2 separate regions of the Sus scrofa genome follow, and region 2 is linked to region 1. A link is a contact called in public Hi-C data. All regions are on one chromosome and are shown on one strand. The core of a region is the stretch at or near the end of the contact, and the rest is flanking DNA. Distances in the headings are between cores, read along the strand shown. Region 1 has its middle 43 kb from the start of TMC3. Region 2 overlaps EFL1 (elongation factor-like GTPase 1).

Region 1 (6,276 bases), core at 1,067-3,566:
TCCACAAGGTTCCAGATTGAGGAGAACAGACAGATAAGAAATCAAAAAAGCAAACCAAAACAACACAAAACTTTTTTCACCCTGAACCTTGGTAAACCAACTCTAGACCTCGTTTGAGCCTGGGATGCGAATGGTTGCCGTCTGCAGAGCCATGACCATCCCCAGCTAAACACATGACATGAAAATGGTACCAGGTTGGTAGTGTTCTTGGCTCAAAACCCTCTCTGGGGAAAACAGTCTTCCACCCAGAGCCCTCCAGGTTCCCATAGAGTAAACTCAGCCAAGTACGAACTCATTATCAAAAAATGTCCAAACTGGAGTTACCATTGTGGCATGGTGAAAAGGAACCCGACTAGGAACCATGAGGTTGTGGGTTCGATCCCTGGCCTCACTCAGTGGGTTAAGGACCTGACGTCGCCGTGAGCTGTGGTGTAGGTCACAGATGTGTCTTGGATCCTCCATTGCTGTGGCTGTGGTGTAGGATGGCAGCTACAACTCCAATTCAACCCCTAGCCTGGGAACCTCCACATGCTGTGTGTGCAGCCCTATAAAGACAAAAGACCAAAAAAAAAAAAAAAAAAAAAAAAAGGTCTAAACTAACTGCTGTGAATTTGGGGATTGGCAGACCTCCTAAAAGAATAAAAATAGTGTTGTCTATCTTCCAATAATAGACAAAAGATGATAGAATAAATGTCTATGTGTGCAATTAATAAAAAAAAATCAGAAAGTGAGATAAAATAATTTTAGATGTAAATACAACTAAATAATTGATAACACAAAAAGGTGAAGGGTCTAAACACATCAGTGAAGAAGCACAAATTGGGTTATAAGATTAAAAAAACAACAAATTGGAGTTCCCGTCGTGGCGCAGTGGTTAACAAATCCGACTAGGAACCATGAGGTTGCGGGTTTGATCCCTGGCCTTGCTCAGTGGGTTAAGGACCTGGTGTTGCCGTGAGCTGTGGTGTAGGTTGCAGACGCGGCTCGGATCTGGTGTTGCTGTGGCTGTGGTGTAGGCCGGCGGCAACGGCTCCAATTAGACCCCTAGTCTGGGAACCTCCATATGCCGCAGGAACGGCCCTAGAAAAGGCAAAAAACAAACAAACAAACAAACAAAAAACAACAAATTTAGTTCTCTGCTGACTGCAAGAGACTAAAATACCATAAAAGACTTTGACTGGACAGAAACATCAAAAGTAAAAGGTGAAAAGAGATTCACTAGACAGATGTGACCCAAAAGGAGGCTGTTGTCTATTAATATTACACAAAGTAGTTTTTGAGACAAAAACAACAATGGGTGTAGAACGTTATTAAATAATGATGAAAGGGAGAGATTTTAATTTCAACATAATCACCTAAAATTGCATCAAAATATATAAAACGAATTACAAGGAAAAAGTGATCAATTCCTCATTGGATTAGGAAATTTCACCACCTACATCAGTAATTTTAGGCTGGACACATGCAAACACACATACACACATCACACCACTTGATAACAAGATTAATAAGGTGGATTTTCATGGACATAAATAGAGAATGCAATTTTTCTCAAATACACATGGAACAATGATAAGATTTGGATAAGTCCAAAGCCATAAAGAAAACTTCAACATATTTAAAATAAATAATTATTGTCACACATGACACATTGTCTCACCATAGTGCAATTAAACCCCAAAGCAGCAACACAATGATAATGAACAATGCACTCTGTTTTTAGGTGTTTAAAAACTCATGAATCAAATACCCCCAGATGGAACTCTATAAACACATTAGTATTGAATGCTAATAAAAGCATTAAATGCTAATAAAAGCAAGATGATGTTTTGATTCGTTAGCCTATGAGATTAGGAAGAAAAGAAAAACAGATTTGGGGCAGTTTAGACAACTCTTACGGGCATTCTTAACGTCTTGAGTGTTCCAGCTGAGTCTATTTTATCATGAATTGATGCTCATCCTGGACTGATTTTTATTTTATTACAGCATCTCTAATATCATCATCTTATGTTATGGCATGAATTGTATCTCTTCCTCCGATTCAAAGTCCTAACCCCCAAGACCTTAAAATGTGACGATATTTGGAGATAAGGCCTTTAAAGAGGCACTTAAAGTGAAATGAGAACGAGGCCATGAGTATGGAGCCTAACCTAAGCTGACTAGCATCCTCGTTAAAAAGAAAAGATGAGGACAAGCGAGCGAACACACATGCACGCATGCACACACACACGTGCCACACACACACACAGACACCAAGTATGTGAAGGTGGCATTCTGCAAACCAAGATGAGAAGCCTCAGAGGAAACCAAACTGCTGACAGGCTGCTATGACTCACAGCCTCCAGATCTCTGAGCAACGATGTCTCTGCTTTTTAAGCCAACCAGTGTGTGGTGTTTGGTCAGGGCGGCTCCAGCTGACTAAGACCCTTAGGAGGTAACAGCGCAAGTCCTCGCTCTCCAGGTGGTGTCCGCATGTCACCTCGTTGAAGAATTAAATATTTTTAAGCCCACTTCTAAGAAAGAAGAGGGCACCAGCAAGTACTTCGATGGATCCCCTTTAATCTTTATGTCCTTGAATGTGATTTAAAAAATAGTGTCACCTTCCCGGCTGGGCAGAACCTGGGAGACTCAAGAAAAGGTCTTTCTTTGCTCATCTGCCTTTTTCTGCTCAGCCCTTGGCTTTAAACTGTAACCTGAGACTCTGAAATTGCTGAGTCACTTGACCTCTCCTTACTCTTTTTTTTTTTTTTTTTTTTTTGCTTTTTAGGGCCTGTACCCACGGCATATGGAGGTTCCCAGGCTAGGGGTGTAGTCAGAGCTGCAGCTGTTGGTCTGCATCACAGCCACAGCAACTCAGGATACAAGCTGAGTCTGTGACCTACACCACAGCTCACAGCAACGCCGGATTCTTAGCCTGCTGATCGAGGCCATGGATGGAACCTGCAACCTCATGGTTCCTAGTCAGATTCGTTCCCGCTGCCCCACGATGGGAACTCCTTTCCTTACTCTTTTGACTCTCAGAATGATCTCAGCAGGGCAGTTCCTGGTGTTCACTTTCATGTTTCCGAACTTGACCAAAACCAAGAAAATAAAACACTGGTTCCCGATGCCATGCAGCTCAGAGTTCAGACAGGGCAGTCTGGTCACAGCAAATTGAGACCATGTCTGTTTTCATTTCTTTCTTTTTCTTTTGGCCAAGCCCCTGGCATGCAGAAGTTCCTGGGCCAGGGATCGTACCTGCGCCATGACAGTGACAAGGCTGAATCCTTAGCCACTAGGCTGCCAGGGAATTCCAAAGTCTGTTTTTTTGCAACTGCTCCATCACCCATAACATTAATTTCTCAACAGTAGATCTGACATGTTAGCACTAAGCCATGATAGATCTCTTGTGAAGCCAGGTTAAACAGAATTTATGTCCCTTTGCTGGAATTACGGTTATGAAAAACTAAAGGAAGTACTGTGAATTCTTCAATTTCTATCTCTGTCTCTAAATTGTAAGTTTTAGTTGGGGAATAATTAGTTTATGCTAATTATTCTAGTTTATGCTAGAGAGCTAAAATGGAAAAATTGACTCATATCCTTAAAAATATCTTCCAGGAGTTCCCGTCGTGGCGCAGTGGTTAACGAATCCGACTAGGAACCATGAGGTTGCGGGTTCGATCCCTGGCCTTGCTCAGTGGGTTAACGATCTGGCGTTGCCATGAGCTGTGGTGTTGGTTGCAGACGCGGCTTGGATCCTACGTTGCTGTGGCTGTGGTATAGGCTGGTGGCCGCAGCTCCGATTGGACCCCTAGCCTGGGAACCTCCATATGCCGTGGGAGCGGCCCAAGAAATGGCAAAAAGACAAAAAAAAAAAAAAAAAAAAAAAAAAAAAAAAAGTCTTCCAAACTTGGGATCAGTCTTCACAGACATTCATTAAAATGTTATGACCTGGAGTTCCCATTGTGGCACAGTGGGAATGAATCCGACTAGGAACCATAAGATTGCGGGTTCGATCCCTGGCCTCACTCAGTGGGTTAAGGATCCGGCATTGCCATGAGTTGTGGTGTAGGTAGAAGATGCGGCTTGGTTCTGGCGTTGCTGTGGCTGTGGTGTAGGCCGGCAGCTACAACTCCAATTTGACCGCTAGCCTGGGAACCTCAATATGCCATGGCTGTGGCCCTAAAAAGACGAAAAAAAAGTATGACCTATTTTTGATAGATAAATGTGTTAAACAAAGACATTTTAAATCACAAAATAACTAACAGATCAATACTCTCGTCCTCTTATTCTTTCATAAATGACGCATTGAATTCCTAATTGTTACAATGAACTGCTCTGGACATGGGACTATGAAATAATCAACAAATAAACTGGTTTATGTAATAGAGTTTTGGAAATGGAAATGTAGCATTGTGGCAGTTACTAAAAATCCACTACCATGATCTATAGTTTAAATTAGTCTTTTGCTTTAAAAACATAGTAGCTGGTGTATGTTGAATTTTGGTAGTAATCAACAGTCACAACCACAAAGTATAAAACCCCATTGTGTCACCAAAATATATAAAATCGTGATATGTCGCCATATTACATCTTTGCACAAAACGTTTTTGGTACTAGTCTCATTTTCTTTTTTTTTTTTTTTTTGTCTTTTGTCTGGTTGTTGTTATTGTTGCTATTTCTTGGGCCGCTCCCACGGCATATGGAGGTTCCCAGGCTAGGGGTTGAACCGGAGCTGTAGCCACCGGCCTACGCCAGAGCCACAGCAACGTGGGATCCGAGCCGCGTCTGCCACCAACACCACAGCTCATGGCAACGCCAGATCGTTAACCCACTGAGCAAGGCCAGGGATCGAACCCGAAACCTCATGGTTCCTAGTCGGATTCGTTAACCACTGCGCCACCACGGGAACTCCCTCATTTTCTTGTTAAACATTTAAAAATCCAGTGTCAGTTTCCATGGCAGCTACTCAAAAATACTATTCTCTGATAATTTCTCTTCCTTTATGGTAGTTGGATCTGAACTCTTTAGGCAATGATGTGGTGAACTATCAATTCCATTGTTCTGCTGGTATTAACAGAGCACCTTCTATACGTCAAGGGTTGTTCCATGTCAAACAGAAAATCCAGGCTCAAACTGTCTTATGTACATTTATTATTTCATATAACTGAAAGTTCAGAGGAGAAAGAAGAAGGCACAGTACATTCAGGGCTTGAAAGACAGTCTCATAGACCTGGGTGTCTTCCATCTCTCTGCTCTGCCATCCTTAGCATCAGCTTCATCAAAAAGCTAGTTTCCCTTACAGTTTTAATTGGCTTCAGTAGTTCCAGGGATGTCATTTTGCTTAGACAGTAGTACCCTGAGGACACTAAAGGGCTTCTCTCTCTCGTTTCTTTTTCTTTTTAAGGTTGCACTCGTGACATATGGAAGTACCTGGGCTAGGGGTCGATTTGGAGCTGCAGCTGAGGCCACAGCCATAGCAATGGTGGACGGGAGGTTCACCTGCGACCTACACCACAGCTTGTGGCGATCCTGGAATCTTAATGCACTGAGCGAGGCCAAGGATCCAACGTGGATACCATGTTGGGTTCTTAACCCGCTGAACCACAAGGGCTTCTTTTATCATGAGTCCTTCTTAAGGGTTTCTGTGGTCTCCCAGCAGACTCACACTCCACTGGTACCCTGGCCTCTCCCTCCCCTAGCTTCAGCCCAGGCTCAGGCACTTTTCCTTTGCCGTGTCTGAAATTAGAGTCACCTCAAGCTTGCCTTCTACCTCCCCGTCTGGCAAATTGGTACATAATCTCACCTACCTCGTAGGGGTTATTGTGAGAAATAATGAATTACATTCATGCAAAACGTAGGAAAGTGTATGGATCAAAGATAGTGAAAATTGGAGTTCCTGTGGTGGTGCAGTAGAAATGAATCCAACTAGGAACCATGAGGTTTCAGGTTCCATCCCTGGCCTTGCTCAGTGGGTTACGGATTTTGGTGTTGCTGTGAGCTCTGGTGTGGGTTGAAGATGCGGCTCGGACCTGGCATTGCTGTGGCTGTAGTATAGGCCAGAGGCCTGATTCGACCCCTAGCCTGGGAACCTCCATATGCCACAGGTGCGGCCCTTAAAAAAAAAAAAAAAAAAAAGGCAAAAATAGTGAAAATTAACCACAATTAATATAATTACCATTATTTTATTTTATTTTATTTTTTCCCTTTGGTCTTTTTAGGGCTACGCCTGAGACATATGGAACTTTCCAGGCTAGGGGTCAAATCGGAGCTACAGCTGCTGGCCTATACCACAGC
Region 2 (6,766 bases), core at 2,828-5,327, 690 kb after region 1:
GTCATGATGTTGTGAGTTTTGGAAATATTTCTGTATCGTTTAGCATTAAAAATCAATATATCCAAATTATACCAGTTAATACCTTCTATTTGGGCTTTTTATTTTTTAAAGACAATTTTTCATTTTAACATAGGTTTAACATGCTGGCTTCAGGTATAAACTTGTCTGACTTCATAAAGGGAACTGTTTCTCAAATTTATTATCAAAAACCCTTTGGTTATATTAGACTTATGTAAAAAATTATACTTTTATGGGCCAAACAAATCCAGAAAATGCTCAAAGTTACTCAAAAACTGAAGCTCTTCTGAAAGACCTGAGAAGACCAATGTTAATTACTTAGAAACTTTTTTTTTGCTTTTTAAGGCCATACCTGCAGCATATGGAAGCTCCCAGGCTAGGGGTCGAATTGGAGCTACAGCTGCCAGCCTACACCACAGCCACAGCAACTCGGGATCTGAGCCTTGTCTGCAACCTACACCACAGCTCACGGCAACGACGGAGCCTTAACCCACTGTGCAAGGCCAGTGAGCAAACCTGTGTCCTCATGGATCCTAGCTGGATTCGCTAACCTCTGAGGCACGGAAAGAACTCCCACATTATTTAGAAACTCTTATAGCTATGAGATTTAAGGCTGTGAACAGCCCTAAGGTATCTCACATGTGGGCAGATTAATATATGTACATATGGGAGTACTAGGAAATTCAAGTTCCTAGTACTCTGCGCTTCCCTCCTCTTCAAATCTGTGGTCCTTTAATTTCCCCATATATAATCTAAGAGCCAAACTGCCAGCAAACTAATGAATGATTATATAGTATCTCCTAGAACTTCCAAAGACTCTCCTTTCCTCTTGTTCAAAGCTCTATTCCATCTCTGTGCTCAGAAGGTTCAATGGGGAGGGTGGGACAGTTATTTGTCTATTCACTCACACACTCACTGGAACACGTGTCCTGGTAAAGTGCACCCCTTGTGCAACAGGCCTGAGCTCAATGCCCAAACAATGAAATTCTTGGCCCAGAAGCTGAGAGACATCAACTGAAAACACAAACAATATAATGGAATAAAGATTCTAGGAGAAATGTATTGAAAGAGACATAAGGGAGTTCTCCTGTAGTGCAGTGGGTTACAGGTCTGGTGTGGTCACTGTAGCAGCTTGGTTTGCTGCTATGGCACAGGTTTGATCCCTGGCCTGGGAACTTCCACATGTCTCAGGTGCAGCCAAAAAAAATAAAAACTAAAAAAATTTAAATAAAATAAAAGAGGTATAGAAACTCAAAGGAAGGACTGAGATGTATCTGCCCAGGGCAGTCGGGGAAGGCTTCAGAGAGGTTGGCAGTTGAGCTGAGTCTTGAATCTGAGTCTACCAGGCAAAAAAGGGAAAAAGAACACTTGAGAAGAGACACCAAGTGCTGAAGGAGAGAGGTATAAAAAAATCCCGATGTACTCACTGTTGGTAGGAATGTAAATTGGGTAAAGTGGTTCAGCCACTATGGATGTTCCTCAAAAAATTAAAAATAGAACTACCTTATGATCCAACAATCCCAATTCTGAGTATATATTCAACAGAAATGAAAACAGGATATCAAAATCTGCACTCCCATGTTTATGGCAGCATCATTCACAATAGCCAAAATAAGGAAACAACCTATGCGTCCGTCAACAGATGAATGGATAGGGAAGCTGCCCTCCGCCCCCACAAATAAATTATACAGCCACGAGAAAGAAGGAAATCCTGCCTCTTGTAACAACATGAATGAACCTTAAGAGCAACAGGCTTAGTGAGATGTCAAAGACAGACAAATACGGTCTGATAGCACTTATGTGTGGACTATAAAAGGCCAAACGTAGAGAAACAGATAGTAGAATGATGGATCCTAGGGGAAACTGGAGAAGATGGTATTTAAGGGTATTTAACTTACAACTGGTAGATAAAAGTCCTAGAGCTCTAAACCACAGCCCAGTGATTACAGACAGCAAGACTGTATTACGCTTAAACGTTGCTAAGAGACTCGATCTTTATTCTTCCCACCACAAAAAAGAAAGGATAATTAGGTGACATGATAGGGTAGTGTCAGCAACACTCCTGTGGGAATCATATTGCAACACAGAAATGTATTAAATCTACAGTTATATACCTTAAACATAAATAACGGTACCTGCCCATTATATCTGAAAATAAAGTTTTTAACATCCCGATGTATTCAGCATGGTGAGAACTGAAGGACAGAGTGTAAGGTGGGGAGCAGCACAGGCAGTGAAGGGTCGATGAGGTGGGTCTCGGCTCCCCGGTGTGTGACACTGGCGGAGAAGAAGTACAGGGGCCAATGGCAAATATTTCCCCTTGGGGATGGGGAAGGGGGATGTCTCACTATCTCACTTCTATATAGTCTCTCTTTCCAAACTGGGTAAAACTGACAAATTCTCATTTTTCAGCTTCTCCCTTTTCCCTTTTCAGAGGAGCCAAACTACTTCTCCTGTCCTACCACACAGTTTTTCCTCTTTATAAAAGCGAAGACCTGGATGCTAGTTTCAACTCCCATTACTCAGGCTTAAAGAAGACCCATTCTGTCTCTGAGTCTCTCCCTTTCTATAGGAAGAAGAACTAGACTACATGAACCAGGAAATTCAAGGAAGCTGCATGTCAAAAATCACTACAGCATCTTTTCATTTAACGATCACAGAAAAGAGGAGAGTCGGTAACAGAAATATCCTAAATAATCTCAGCCACACAACTCTACGGAACATAAAAATCTGTCTACTAAGGGATGGCGAGGACAGCGTCATTTGTTGCACAAGTCAAAACCACCTCAATCTCAGCTTTCCCATCTGCCAAATAAAGATAATAAGTTCACCACTTAAGTTTGCTGTGAGACTTAAATAAGAAAACATAAGCAAAACTGAGTCACTGAACACCTGGCATGGCATGCAACAGGTACTAAGTAAATGGTGGTTAAATCCCTCTATATATCGTTCAAGAACATTTACTATGTGTGCCATCTCTATTAGTATCGGTTAATGAAAAATATGCAAATATAATGACATTGATTACGTAAACTGTTTCGAAAATGAAACTTTACAATTATCATTTTAGAAAAATTGAAGGTTTGCGGCACTGAAGAAAAACAACCATTATACAATAAATCTAATTGCTGCCCCTGTCGAGACCTAAAAGAAAATGTTCCTCTCTCTACCCTGCTCTCACCCCCAGGGGAGAGGGGCTTTGCCTTTGATTTTTCAAAGCATATCTGATTTCTTCCAGCCATTACAGAGTCAAATAAGATGGATTTAGATACAACGGCGAAGGAATAACAACACTTACTTCTATTCTGCACTTGAACCAACAGACTCAAATCCTTTGAAATATGATCATCAATGCAATTACATGCTGAACTGCTGTAAATTAACAAACAGTCATCTGGGAAACATAAAGCAAAACTAGTGACAATGTGCTTCTAATTGCATGGGAGATCAAGATATTAGTGATATTTTATATGCTGCTTCACTGCCCAAGAAACAGCATACATTTTTCATAACAATGACTTTTTTCAACCAGAAACAACCCATGGAGTCAAAACTCAATTTACAGGGTGAAGAGGAAACCGAAGGGAAAAAAATACACAACTGAAACAATGCCTTTAGTATCTGGAAGAGAGGTGGGACGGGCAGGAGCAAGAAAGAAAAAAAGAGCGAGCGAGCCAAAATACATTTATATTACTGCTTTGAAATCACTCTTTAGATTCAAACAGCAAGCTAAACTAATTTTTTTTTGTCTTAATGATTCAGACATCTCAACCTCCAATGATTAAAATAGCTTCTCTGCAGTTTGCAAGACTCTGAGCTGGGCAAGGGGGTATATAGTCATAGTGCCTACACATAGGAATCCTCATTGCGTTAACAAACTTTAGTCTAGCAAAGCACAAAACCTACTTGGCACTCATATGTCCCTCACCCAACAGCTTAATACTCTTTATAAACACAGAGGTAGAGGCTACAAAATTTACACAGGGGCTCTGGCGCGGGGCATAGGCTCACACACATGCTCTCACATGCGTCTTTGTTCCTGTTTTCCAATATGATGAAAATCTGTGGGAAAGGCTGCCCCCTTGTGTTCATTTCAGGGCAGCTGTGGTCCTTGCTATAGCTGGAACAACCATGATGGCTTCAGAGAGCAGACTTAGCCCACTCAAGCTCTACTCAGAAATCTGGGCTGGTATAATTGTTTGGGTTTTTAGAAAAAGTGGCAATGCTTCTTTCATGCCCAGGAAAACCACTCTGGACCTCTACTGAGGCACAGCCACGTGCAGCTGGTTCTTGTGCGTACAATCAGGATGAGAACCACCTTTTTAAAGCTCCTAGTTGTGAGAAGAGATCTTTAGAGGGATGTAATTCCTATCTGTCAAATGGCCTCTGGAGCTCTGGCTTCCCAAATGTCACCTAAAGAAACCCACTGAAAGAAGGGCCAAGAGGATACTGAGAACACCAAAGTAACTAAAACAGGGAGGAAAGCCCATGATATGGTTAATTAGTAAGGTTCTTAGAAAAGCAATTAAGAGAGAAAGAAAGGCTTATCATGAGAGATCATCTGACTCAACCTTCTTTTACATGGATATACTTTCAGGCCTGGAAGTTCCCACAGAAGGAGCCAACTTGCTAGAGGTCTCAGCTGGCAGTCCTAGGGCTGTTTCTCATTTATGAGGCCACCTCATTGGCAAGCGCGGGATCAAAAACTGTGGCAGGCCTATAAATAATTTGGAAACTTAACATTAAACACCCAGCAGGAGAAATCTAACCTCCTGGGTAAGACATACAGTAAGCATGAAATACATGTATGTTAGAGAATGACTAGGCTATAAAATCAAGCAAACAAAGGTTTGCCTTTTCAGAGCAAACAATAGCTCACTACATGTTAAAAAACAAAAACTAACAACAACAACAACAAAAAAAACCCTCCATCTTTTCTTTCCCCCCTTTTGGAGACTCTGGATCCTGAGAAAGAAAGGCCTGTTAAAGACAATGATATCCCTTCACTTCCCCCAAATCTCAAGTCAAATGTCCAAAGAAAGGTAAGAATTAGGGAAAGACTATGTCAACACAGGAGCAAAATGCCAGAAAATCTGAAAAAGAGAGTGAGATCAAAGGTCACCCAGGCATCCTGGAATTAATTTATGCCACTAAGAGAGCAACTGGTCTTTCCACAAGTTAGAAATAAGAGATCTTGGACCTCACATAAATACCCTCAAGTAAGAAGGCACAGGGCAGATGTCTTCATGTCTTCAGTGAAAACCCTGGGACAGAAGTAGTAATTTTGGCTACTTGCCAGCCAGCTCAATTGGAGTCAGCCAGGCCTGGGGCCCACGACAAAAGAGCTGATATGAACCTGGAAAGGGCTTCTCCCCAAAACAGACTAGTCCTGCTACAACGGAATGGCCTAAAATGACCTGGTAATAAGAAAGTTAGGAGGCCAGAACAACTCAGGGCGGAGTTTAAGTCACAGTCCCTTCCTAAGCTCCTCATCACTACAAAGGGCTCAGTATGGTAAGGACGTCGATTCTTCCCAAATGAACTTGGAAATTCACATATATAAAACGATTTCTTACTAAAAGAACATGCACATGTAGGAATGTATGTTTATGCATGGACAGAAGTTTGGAAAAACACACATTAGACTATACATTCTAAACTCTGCAGTGATTGCCCCTAGGAAGGTAACTCCCCTAGTTTATATTATTGAGCTTTACAATAAAAGAAGGTGACCACAACTTACTTCTGTAAATAAAACAAAACGTCTCAATGTAGATATTTAATTTACTTGAATGAAATAAAATGATCTCAAGTTCGTATGGAGAAATAAATGTCTAAGAACAGCCCCAAAATTATGAAAAATAGTCATAAAATTAGATCAAGAAAGAATGACTGCAGTTCTCACTGTGCAACAGTGGAAATGAATCTGACTAGTTATCTATGAGGATGCAGGTTTGATCCCTGGCCTCACTAAGGGGTCTGGGGAGCCGGTGCTTGATGTGAGCTGTGGTGTAGGTTGCAGACGTGGCTTGGATCTTATGTGGCTGTGGTATAGGCCGGCAGCTGTAGCTCTGATTTGACCCCTAGCCTGGGAACCTCTATGTACCGCAAGTGAGGCCCTAAAAAGCAAAAAAAAAAAAAAAAAAAAAAAAGATTGAAACCATGAAAACCAAACAATATAGATGACCAAACACATCAGAATAGAAAACAGAGCCCAGCATCAAACTACTATAGCATATGCAGCAATTTAATGGTGACAGAAGTGGTAGTAAAACTTGATGGTGGGGGAAGGTTTATTTGATAAACTATGCTGGCACAACAGCTATGCATCTGGAAAAAAAATAAACTGGAATATTTGGCCTCCAGGCAACCTGGTCCATGCCTAAGCATAGCTGGGCCCATGAGAATCACTTAACATAAAACAGTCGAAGGACAATGCAAGAAAGAGTGCAACTGCCAAGGTATGTGGTAGAGAATAAGAGAATTAAAAAAAAGGGGGGGGGAGCATCAGTGGAGCTTACGTCCCTACACATCACACCTCTGAGAATATGATGCACAAAAACAAGTGGGCACAGACAGCCCTCTGGGCTATGAGGCAACTGAGTTCTGCCTTCCCTGGGGAACTCACTCCCTCAGCTCAGGAGGAGGCAAAGGGGCCACAAATGGGGGCAACAGAACTAAGCCCAGAACAATGCTCTTCTCTTGACTGGACAAACGCACACAGAAAAGAGCCGAAAAACACTCTGTT

What was found. Hi-C and Micro-C count contacts between places; a contact is called where the count stands out from the background.
Region 2: a Hi-C map of embryonic fibroblasts shows a contact between it and region 1, with 2.0 times the contacts expected there. The contact joins two enhancer-like sites. A contact is called at or near these places in 6 of 47 Hi-C or Micro-C datasets (brain, embryonic fibroblasts, fetal skeletal muscle and 2 more).

Annotation. Positions count from the first base shown.
Region 1 is chr7:50,223,660-50,229,935 of Sscrofa11.1, forward strand. No RefSeq gene overlaps it. Among named protein-coding and RNA genes, the nearest start is that of TMC3, 43 kb to the left of the region's middle. Within about 2 kb of position 2,317, at least 5 of the 83 cell types and tissues checked have an H3K27ac peak or open chromatin away from gene starts, as enhancers often do. A contact at or near this core is called in embryonic fibroblasts, where this site is marked.
Region 2 is chr7:50,907,199-50,913,964 of Sscrofa11.1, forward strand. The region is part of intron 15 of EFL1 (elongation factor-like GTPase 1); the gene reads right to left. Among named protein-coding and RNA genes, the nearest start is that of EFL1, 66 kb to the right of the region's middle. Within about 2 kb of position 4,078, at least 9 of the 83 cell types and tissues checked have an H3K27ac peak or open chromatin away from gene starts, as enhancers often do. A contact at or near this core is called in embryonic fibroblasts, where this site is marked.